Linked DNA regions of Mus musculus: regions 1 and 2 are each linked to region 3. Evidence: chromatin contacts called from public HiChIP or PLAC-seq data. All regions are on one chromosome and are shown on one strand. The core of a region is the stretch at or near the end of the contact, and the rest is flanking DNA. Distances in the headings are between cores, read along the strand shown. Region 1 holds the start of Klk4 (kallikrein related-peptidase 4 (prostase, enamel matrix, prostate)). Region 2 holds the start of Ptov1 (prostate tumor over expressed gene 1). Region 3 holds the start of 1700008O03Rik (RIKEN cDNA 1700008O03 gene).

Region 1 (2,884 bases), core at 99-2,598, 490 kb after region 3:
TCCCTTGAGAGGAGTTAAAGCCAGGAGCCTCCTTAGTCTGGGAGCCAGGATCATCAGCACACTGGATGTAGGGTCATTTGTCAGGAAGACGGGTCAGCTTGGATTCTCAGGCTGATCTTCAGGACCCAGGAACCATTTCTCCCTCACACACAGTCACGACTTCAGGAGCTGTTCAGCTTTTGTGGCACGGCTGTGCTTCCATGCACCTCCCCTCAGGCACACCCAGCCACAGCCCATTCACCCAGGCAACATCTTTATCCCAGAGGGGGCTGGGAGGGAGTGCTGGCTTAGCATGCACAAAGTCTTGGGTTTGGATCCCAGCACTACAGCACCACGTAAACTGGGTATAGTGGTACATACCTATAACCCCAGCACTTAGGCAGAGGCAGAAGGATTGGAAATCTAAGGATGTTCTTGGCTGCTTAGTGAATTCACGGCCAGCCTGGACTAAGTAAGACTCTTAAAAAATAAATAAGTGGGTCAGGTATCAACTCTAGCACTCAGGGGCAGAGGCAGGCTGACTTCTGAAAGTTTGAGACTAGCCTGTTGTACATAGGGAGTTTAACGGAAAGAATCAACTAGTCACTCAGGAACTGGGCACAGATCCCGTCTTCCCCTTAGTGGTACCACTAAGACTGTCTCTCCTTCTCAGGACCTGTCACCCTTTACAGCCATGACCACACACAGTCACATCATACTGCCACATCAGAGAGTCAGAAACAGTAGGACACTGAGTCCTGCTGTTGGCTGACACTGTTCACTCGGGCACACACCATGACACACACACTCAGATACCTGTGACCTCAAGGATGAGGCACCCCAGGAACCAGCCCCAGGGGGTTCGTGCAGTGACCATCATGTTGGCTCCTGGAAATGAAGACAACAATGAATCTGGACGGTAGTCTTACTCCCTGCCTCCCCATGATCTCTCTCCCTTGCCTTTTTCATTTGTGGGATGTGACCGGATAGAAAGAGACAGAGAGAAGGGGGAAGAAGTAAAAGGGAGGAGGAAGAGAAGGAGGAGGAGGAGGGAGAAGCATCTATCTAGGGATGGGTGGGGGTGTGGAGAAATGGAGGCATAGATCTTCACTTAGGACAGATGAAAGACCCCGACAGGGCTTCACTTAGGACAGATAGAAGACCCTGACAGGGCATTCAAGAGACCTATCTGGTTGGAGGCAGTCTGAGAGGCAGAGATCAGAGCCAGAGGTTCAGAGAGGAATGCAGGGATGCTTCTAAACAGAGAGTGTGAGAGCAAGAGAGAGAGAGAGAGAATGTGTGTGTGTGTCTCACCTGCTGCTTCTGGGCTCCGAATTCTGCGGCTGAGCTGAGCTAAGCTGAGCTGGTTTGCTACCCACAGGGGCCCCTATGGGGCTTATAAGCTTCCTCAGCTGGGGCTGGCCTGCCCCCCAGGGGACACATTCCATACGTCAGATGCTGCAGGCTCCAGCTCAAAGCCTTCAGGCTGCCTCCAAGTCAGGTGGAGTCTGGGGCACAGGGAGGGAACAGTGTCCAGACCCCAGCCTCTCTGGCCTTTATTCTTCCCCCTCCCTTGCCCCCCCTCATGTTCTTTCATTCATCCTTTCCTTCTCTCAGGCTCATTTTACTCACTAAATGAAATTCCCCCTACCTCACTCCCGTAGTCTCCCTCTGTGTCCTTCTGTTCGTCCTCTGAAAACTGCCCCAGCACCAAATCCAGCTTGCATCTCGTACTTCCTTGGAAATCTTATCTGTGACCCACCTCTCCATCTCCTTTTCCCCATGCATAGGATCTGGGTAAGCATCACTCCATGCTCAGCCTGAATTCAGAGAACCCTGCACACAGATCCTCCCTCTGCAGATGTCCTAGTGCAGAGGCTCCTAGGAACGAGGGTGTGATGGAGGCACCCCTTAGTCAACAGCAATTGGCAGCTCTCATGCTTGGAATTCTAAATCAAGTCAGGAACTAGGAAGAGTGATCTCTCCATGTTCCTGGGACTCCGGTCCCGGTGATCAGGGGGAGAGATGTACAATCAAGAAGACAGAGGAATCAAGAGATAAATGGTAGTTGGTAGTGTCCGAGTCAGATGACTATGAGGAAGAGTGGGAACCAGACAAGTGAGGTTGCATCAGAAGACGTCTTGGCATTTGTCCGTGGATGACATTCCCATGGGAAGCAAGGCAGACAGGCAGCCTTCAGAAATGGCTTAGATATCAAGGTTCAGTGGTAGAGGAATTGACATGGCTTGCTTACTTTGTGAAATTGCTCTTGGTGAGGAGAGACAGAGGTAGGGATTGAAGGCTGGACCATGACTGGGAAAGCACTGAGATTCAAGTGGGAGATGCTGGGGTCCAGGAGGGAGATGCTGGGGTCTGGTGGGAGATGCTGAGGTCCAGGAGGGGGGATACTGGGGTCTGGTGAGAGATGCTGAGGTCCAGGAAAGGGATACTGGGGTCCAGGAGGGAGATGCTGAAGTCCAGGAGGGAGATGCTGGGGTCTGGTGGGAGATGCTAAGGTCCAGGAGGGAGATACTGGAGTCTAGGAGGGAGATGCTGGAGTCCAGGAGGGAGATGCTGAGGTCCAGGAGGGAGATGCTGAGGTCCAGGAGGGAGATGCTGGGGTCCAGGAGGGGGATGCTGAGGTCCAGGAGGGAGATGCTGGGGTCCAGGAGGGAGATGCTGGGGTCCAGGAGGGGGATGCTGGGGTCTGGTGGGAGATGCTGGAGTTCAGGAGGGAGATACTGGGGTTTGGTGGGAAAGTCTGGGATTCAAATGGGCATACTGGGTCTATCAGGACTCATAGGTACACACTGTGATTGATGAGGCCAGTACTGATGACAGGGAGGCCAGCTAAGACAAAGAGCAAACAGGTGGGTGGTGCTTTTCTGTCTTCCCACTGGGTCAG
Region 2 (2,700 bases), core at 111-2,610, 490 kb before region 3:
CCGAGTGCTGGGATTAAAGGCGTGTGCCATCACGCCCGGCTTCCCGTACCTTTTAATTAATGCCTAGTGTCACTACTCAATCTCTATTATTATTGTTTATTAATTATGAGACAAGGCTGTCGTATTAAGTCAGTTGCCCAATCAGGTTTTGAGCTCACTTTGAAGTGCAAGCAGACTCTGAATTATGTGCACATGTGACACAGGACTTGTGTGGGGCTCAGGGAGCACTTTGTAAGGGTCTCTTTGCTCCTCCCACCATAGGGTTTAGGGAAATTGAACCCAGGTTGTCAGGCTTGGTGGCAGACAAGGACCAGGTGACCTCTCTTGCTGCTCACCTTCCAGTTTAGCTTTTTAAATCAATTATAAAACACGAGATTTTTAAAAAGCCAGCCTACTGCCAGGACATTTGCTCCAGGTGACAGGCATCATAGCTTGGGTGTGCTGTCAGGGGCCTGATATAATTTGGTTAAAGTAGTGTATGAATCAGCAAGGAAGAACAAAGTATAGTCCAAATAGGTTTTCTAGTTTAAAAGAAGGCAGGAGGGAACTTCTCGCATGCAAGAGGCTATAAATTCAAACCTCAGCACCCTATATATAGTTTAACAGCCACGTGTAGTAGTGCACACCCAATTAAAGGTGAAGACAGAAGGCTTAGGAGTTCGAGGTCAGCCTGGGTGCATAAGCTAACACTGCGTAAACACAACGCCACTTACATCGAGCGCAGATAATCTAAGGCTGGATAGTATCACAGGTTAAAAACAAACGGAAGCAAGAAATGCCACTGCACAGTCCTTTCAGATCAAGAACGTGATCTGGGTAAGGCAACTGCTAGAAGGCCCAAGCAACAGTGGGCAGACCCTGGACAAATGGGCCAGCAGCTATGCTGGTCACGCCCAGGCTGCGAGAGACCCGCTGGAAGTTGTAGTCTTTTAGCCACCTTGCCACGTCACCGCCTCCAAGAGGCAAGAACGCCTGGTTCCTACATCTACCCCTCAGTCTGGTGGTAGGTTCCGTCGCGCCACCCATTATCCTGTCTACCGCCTTCTGTCCCTCCAGCAGTGAGGACTTGGTATTGTCTCACCAGCTCGAACTCTTGTAGCACAGTTTCTCTCTTGTCATTTCCAAGTCTGAAACCCTCCCTCCCTGACCTTCTTGGTTTGCTCCAGCCACACCCCCTTACAGTCCTCCATCCCTGTTTGTCAGCGCTGGCTCCCCAGCTCCATAGTCTGTTGGTTAGCGCCGGCTCCTCCTCTCCCCGGCGTTGGTCCCGGCTCTCCCTCTTCTTCCACGTTGGTAGGCGCCAGCCCACCCCCCCCGCATCTCCCCCCAGCTTCGCGTTGGTTGGCGCCGGGCTCCCCTGTTCGCTGCAGTGGTTCGGCCGCGGCGACCCCTCAGCGGCGCGTCCCCCGCCGCGGTCCCGCTCCGCTTCTCCCCGAAGCCGCGCGCCCGCGCCTGTCGGTCGGCGGACCCGCAGCCCCCCGTGAGGCCCACGGCCTCCCACCCGCCATGGTCCGCCCGCGCCGTGCCCCGCACCGCTCCGGCGCCGGGGGCCCCCTCGGAGGTCGTGGCCGGCCACCGCGGCCCCTGGTCGTCCGCGCCGTGCGCTCACGTTCCTGGCCTGGCGGTCCTCGAGGCCCGCAGCCACCGCGGATCCGGGCTCGTTCGGCCCCTCCCATGGTGAGTCCCACGGCCTGTTTCCAGAGCCTTCCACGCACGCCCCGCCCCGCCACCCCTCCCCTGGCGGGCGCCTTTGTCCGCAGCGCCCACGGGCCTCCCGCGGGAGGGCGCACCCAGGGGTCCGGGATCAGTCCTTGATCGGCTCTGGGCGCTCCCCTTTGTTGCGCGGCGGGCTGGGCGGGGGGCGGGGTACGGAGGCGGGGCGGGTTCGAATTACTGCTGACTGCGCGGCCGGCTGCACACGCGCGCGGGGGGCGCCTGGGGTGCACGCTTGTTTTTCCAATTGCAAAGTTGGTCCTCGGCCTCCGGGTCTGGAAATGCGCGAAGCGGCCGGTGGAGGAGCCCGGCGCTTACACGCGCGCCCAGCTGTTGCTCGCGGGGGCGTTGTCCCCCGGGGCCAGATGGCGATTGTGGACAGTCCCTCTATTTGCATACCCGCCCGCCCCGCAGCTAGCCCAGACCTTAAGCCTTAAGATAAAGCTTAAGGTAAATATTCAGCTCTGTAAGTTCGTGGGGTTGTCACCTTTTTGTCCACTCAGTAAACGTGCGCGCACTTTCTAGAAACATTGAGATTTTCTTGGGGCAACAAAATTGCCCCCATTGTGATGGTGGACTCGTGGCCACACCTGCGCATGCTTGGCCAGCGGTAAGCTATTCCCTGGCGTGGTACTGACCACTTCAGACTTCTGACGACGTTGTTCTCCGAGGAGCTGAGGCGGGTCTGTCGCCTGGATCACCTGAGGAACGCAGACACACCCCTCGCTGTAGTACAGCCTAGGCTTGAAGTTTTCTCTTGGTGTTGGGAGCCCTTCCTGGGGTCCTCATATGTGTCCCTTTTCTACAAATGTGACTTGGCTCTGGCCATGCAGTGCGCAAACAGCAAATCAGGCATGCGTAAACACGAACTTGGCGCTTAGTGGGCTTCATGTTCCTAGTTTGTTTCCCTGCTGTTGTGGGCATACAGGTGTTTTTGGGTGCAGGCAAACACACAAGCCTCTTAATGGTTATCCCTCACCCCGCACT
Region 3 (2,735 bases), core at 225-2,724:
AAAAAAAAAAGAAAAAAAAAAGCCTTCCAGGCTGCCCTGTCTTGCAGGCTGCCCTGTCTTGTCTGAGCCTGTATTCTCTTCTTCTACATACTATAGTCTCACAAGGAATAGGAGGGGTAAGGTCCACTGGGCTGGGGTTGCATTGTTAGACACAAGAGATACACTCATTCATTCATTCATTCATTCATTCACTCATTCAATGCATATGTCTCTGGGCAGTGAAAGTGAGGGCTTAGGTGTTCCTGTGACCATGGCAGTCAAAAATGCTCCTTGTCCTACAGAGATGGAACTGGAAAAGATGGCTGAATGAGAGAAAGGGAAGGTCCAGGGACAGGGTCCCTGTCTTACTTTCTTTGTCCCCAGTTGAGTTTGCCACAGGGACCTTGCCTCCCCATCATTAAGTCTCTCTGCTTCACCTGGGCTCAGCCTGGTTCCAGGGAGTCTTCCTAACACACAGCAGAGTAGTTGCATTGTGTACACAGGACTCATGTTCAAATCCCCGAACCCCATGTATGCTGGCGCCCACCCAGGATTGTGTGCATTGGAGGATGTACACATACCCAGAAGAAATGTTGGAAATCATGGTTACAGAAGACTGAATGAGACCATTGAAGTGTATGAGCTTTTTAAGTGGCCAGTAACAGCCAGGCATAGCGGGGCACAACTTTAATTTCAGCACTAAGGAAGCAGAGGGGGCCAACTGTATGTAGGCCAGCCTGGTCTGCATAGTAAGTTCAAGGGGGGTGGGGTGGGGGTGCGGGTACATAGTGAGCACTGTGTTGAAAAAACACTAAAAACCAATCCCCCTCCCCAAAGCAAAACAACCAATCAAAACCAGCTAAATTGATCAAAGTTTAGGTTTCTCAATTTCTAACAAAAAATTGAGAGCTTCAGGCACAGCTGGATCCAGCCAGGCGGTCTTTCCTTCATCTTTGCCTTCTGGCAAGTTCCGAATCTACAAGGTAACACCGTGGCGACGCCTGCCCTTAAAGAAAGAGAAAGAGACTCCTAGCTGTGCTCCAGAATCGGGACTGATTTGTAAATTAGCTCAGAAAGCCACAGTGACAACAAAGACCACCTGGGAAGGGAGCTTGGGGACTCTATTGTCAGAAGGGGCGTGGTGACACATTCCTAACATTTCTGACTCTGGAAGGCAAGGGCCTGCCTGGATAAGGGACTGAGTTCAAGACCAGACCGGGATACATAGGCAGTTATTAAGAGGGAGAAACAGGCTACAAAAAGTGAGCCTGTGGATGCATAGACGAGACAGCTAAAGGGTTTTACAGCCTCCTCGCCTCACAGGTCCGAACTCACAAAGGATAGTCTACCCGGCACCTGCCTGCAGAAAGCCCCCAAGCCTGGCACCCAATGACACTTTTCTCACGTTCAGGAATAAGAGCCCCAGCCTTGCTCTCACATTGGGCACCATGGTAACCAGACCCTGCCTACCGTCCCCTCCCCCCTAGAGAACTCAGTTTCTGTTTGTCTCCAGGAGTCTAGCCGGTGCTGAGCAGAGGGCAAGTGGGCTCAGAGAGGGGAAGAGAGAAGGGCGAGGTGGTGGGAGTGGAAGCTGAAGCAGCTATGGAAGAGAGACTGAGGAATGGGCCTGGGAGAAGGGGAACGGGAAATAGGGAGGCTCAGAGAGGGTGACAAGATTGGTGAAGGACTGCAATGAGGAGGGGGCAATCCAGGGGGCTGGGGAGGTGCTGGGGAAGCTGATGGAGAAAAAGACCAGGGAGGTGGGACAGAGGGCAGAGACTTCTGGGAGAAATGTGGAGGACAACTGGGAAAGGGGGTTTAGAGGGAGGCAGACAGAGAATTGTGAAAACCGGGGACAGGGATGGTTCAGGAGGGCTGAAGAAAGAGAAGCCATGAGACAGGAAGAGATGGAGACGGAAGTAGAGTTGCAGGGAAACAGGAGGTGGGGCGCACACCGAGTCCCGGAGGTTAGGGGAAAGCGTGTGTCCTTGTGGTCTCAGCCTTCCAGTTCCGTGTTTGTCCCTCGTGGTTTCAAAGAGCAAGAAGCAGAAGTCCAGGAAAAGAGCTGCGCTGTGTGGCCCAGTGCGAGCATCTCGCCCCATCTTTCTGGACTTCCCCAGACCCGCTTCTCCAGGATGCAGCCAGAGGTGGAGCCTTTAATCTCCCCCAACCTGGGCGCCCCTGGCTCACACAGGGAGACAGGTGAGCAGGTCTGGGGGCCGGCGAACCGGCATTCCCACACTGTTGGTCCTCGAGCCTAGAACTACATTTCCCAGGAGCCCCTGCCTTTCTCTGGCTGATACTCTGGGTACAGAACTGCATTGCCCTTGGGGGTTCTGCAAGTCTCTGGCCAGTGTGGGAAGCCTCAAACCACATCTCTCAGAAGCTGTTGCAGTCCCCCTGCTAATAATTCTCTGAGCTCATACTACTTTTCCCAAGAGGCTCCCTTGCCAATATTCTGAAATCAAAACTACATTTCCCAGAAGGCCTTGCAGATCTCTAGCAAAGACTCTGCGGGTCCCTGGTCAGTATTCTGGGTCCAGAACTACATTTCCCACCAGCCTCTGCAGTTACCGGGCTCATTAATAATCTTTTAACAAGAAGTGCTGCAGCTATCTGAACGTAACTTCTGGGCCCCAAACTACATATCCCATGAGACACTTGCAGTTCCCTAGCCAACACTCAGATTTAGAACTCTGTTCCCCTCACCCTCTGCAGTTCCCTGGCACATACCCTCGGTTTACAAAGAATTTACC

The links. HiChIP or PLAC-seq counts read pairs in DNA pulled down with a chosen protein or histone mark.
Region 1: an H3K27ac HiChIP or PLAC-seq map of epiblast stem cells shows a contact between it and region 3, with 3 times the contacts expected there. The contact joins the promoter of Klk4 here to the promoter of 1700008O03Rik in region 3. A contact is called at or near these places in 2 of 39 promoter capture datasets (the C10 cell line and cranial neural crest), 3 of 115 datasets of contacts at active chromatin or transcription factors (embryonic stem cells and epiblast stem cells) and 1 of 9 other capture datasets (macrophages).
Region 2: a contact with region 3 is called in an H3K27ac HiChIP or PLAC-seq map of embryonic stem cells, with 5 times the contacts expected there. The contact joins the promoter of Ptov1 here to the promoter of 1700008O03Rik in region 3.

What each region holds. Positions count from the first base shown.
Region 1 is chr7:43,879,624-43,882,507 of GRCm38.p6, reverse strand. It overlaps Klk4 (kallikrein related-peptidase 4 (prostase, enamel matrix, prostate)), which reads right to left and starts at 1,348. Exons shown (of 6, transcript NM_019928.2): 1 at 1,294-1,348; 2 at 796-867. The coding sequence starts at 859.
Region 2 is chr7:44,868,328-44,871,027 of GRCm38.p6, reverse strand. Ptov1 (prostate tumor over expressed gene 1) reads left to right here and starts at 1,360. Exons shown (of 12, transcript NM_133949.2): 1 at 1,360-1,677. The coding sequence starts at 1,507.
Region 3 is chr7:44,373,769-44,376,503 of GRCm38.p6, reverse strand. It overlaps 1700008O03Rik (RIKEN cDNA 1700008O03 gene), which reads left to right and starts at 1,474. Exons shown (of 6, transcript NM_027049.1): 1 at 1,474-1,517; 2 at 1,980-2,181. The coding sequence starts at 2,115. Gm39001 (a long non-coding RNA gene) reads right to left here and starts at 2,007. Exons shown (of 2, transcript XR_882056.2): 1 at 1,935-2,007; 2 at 601-980.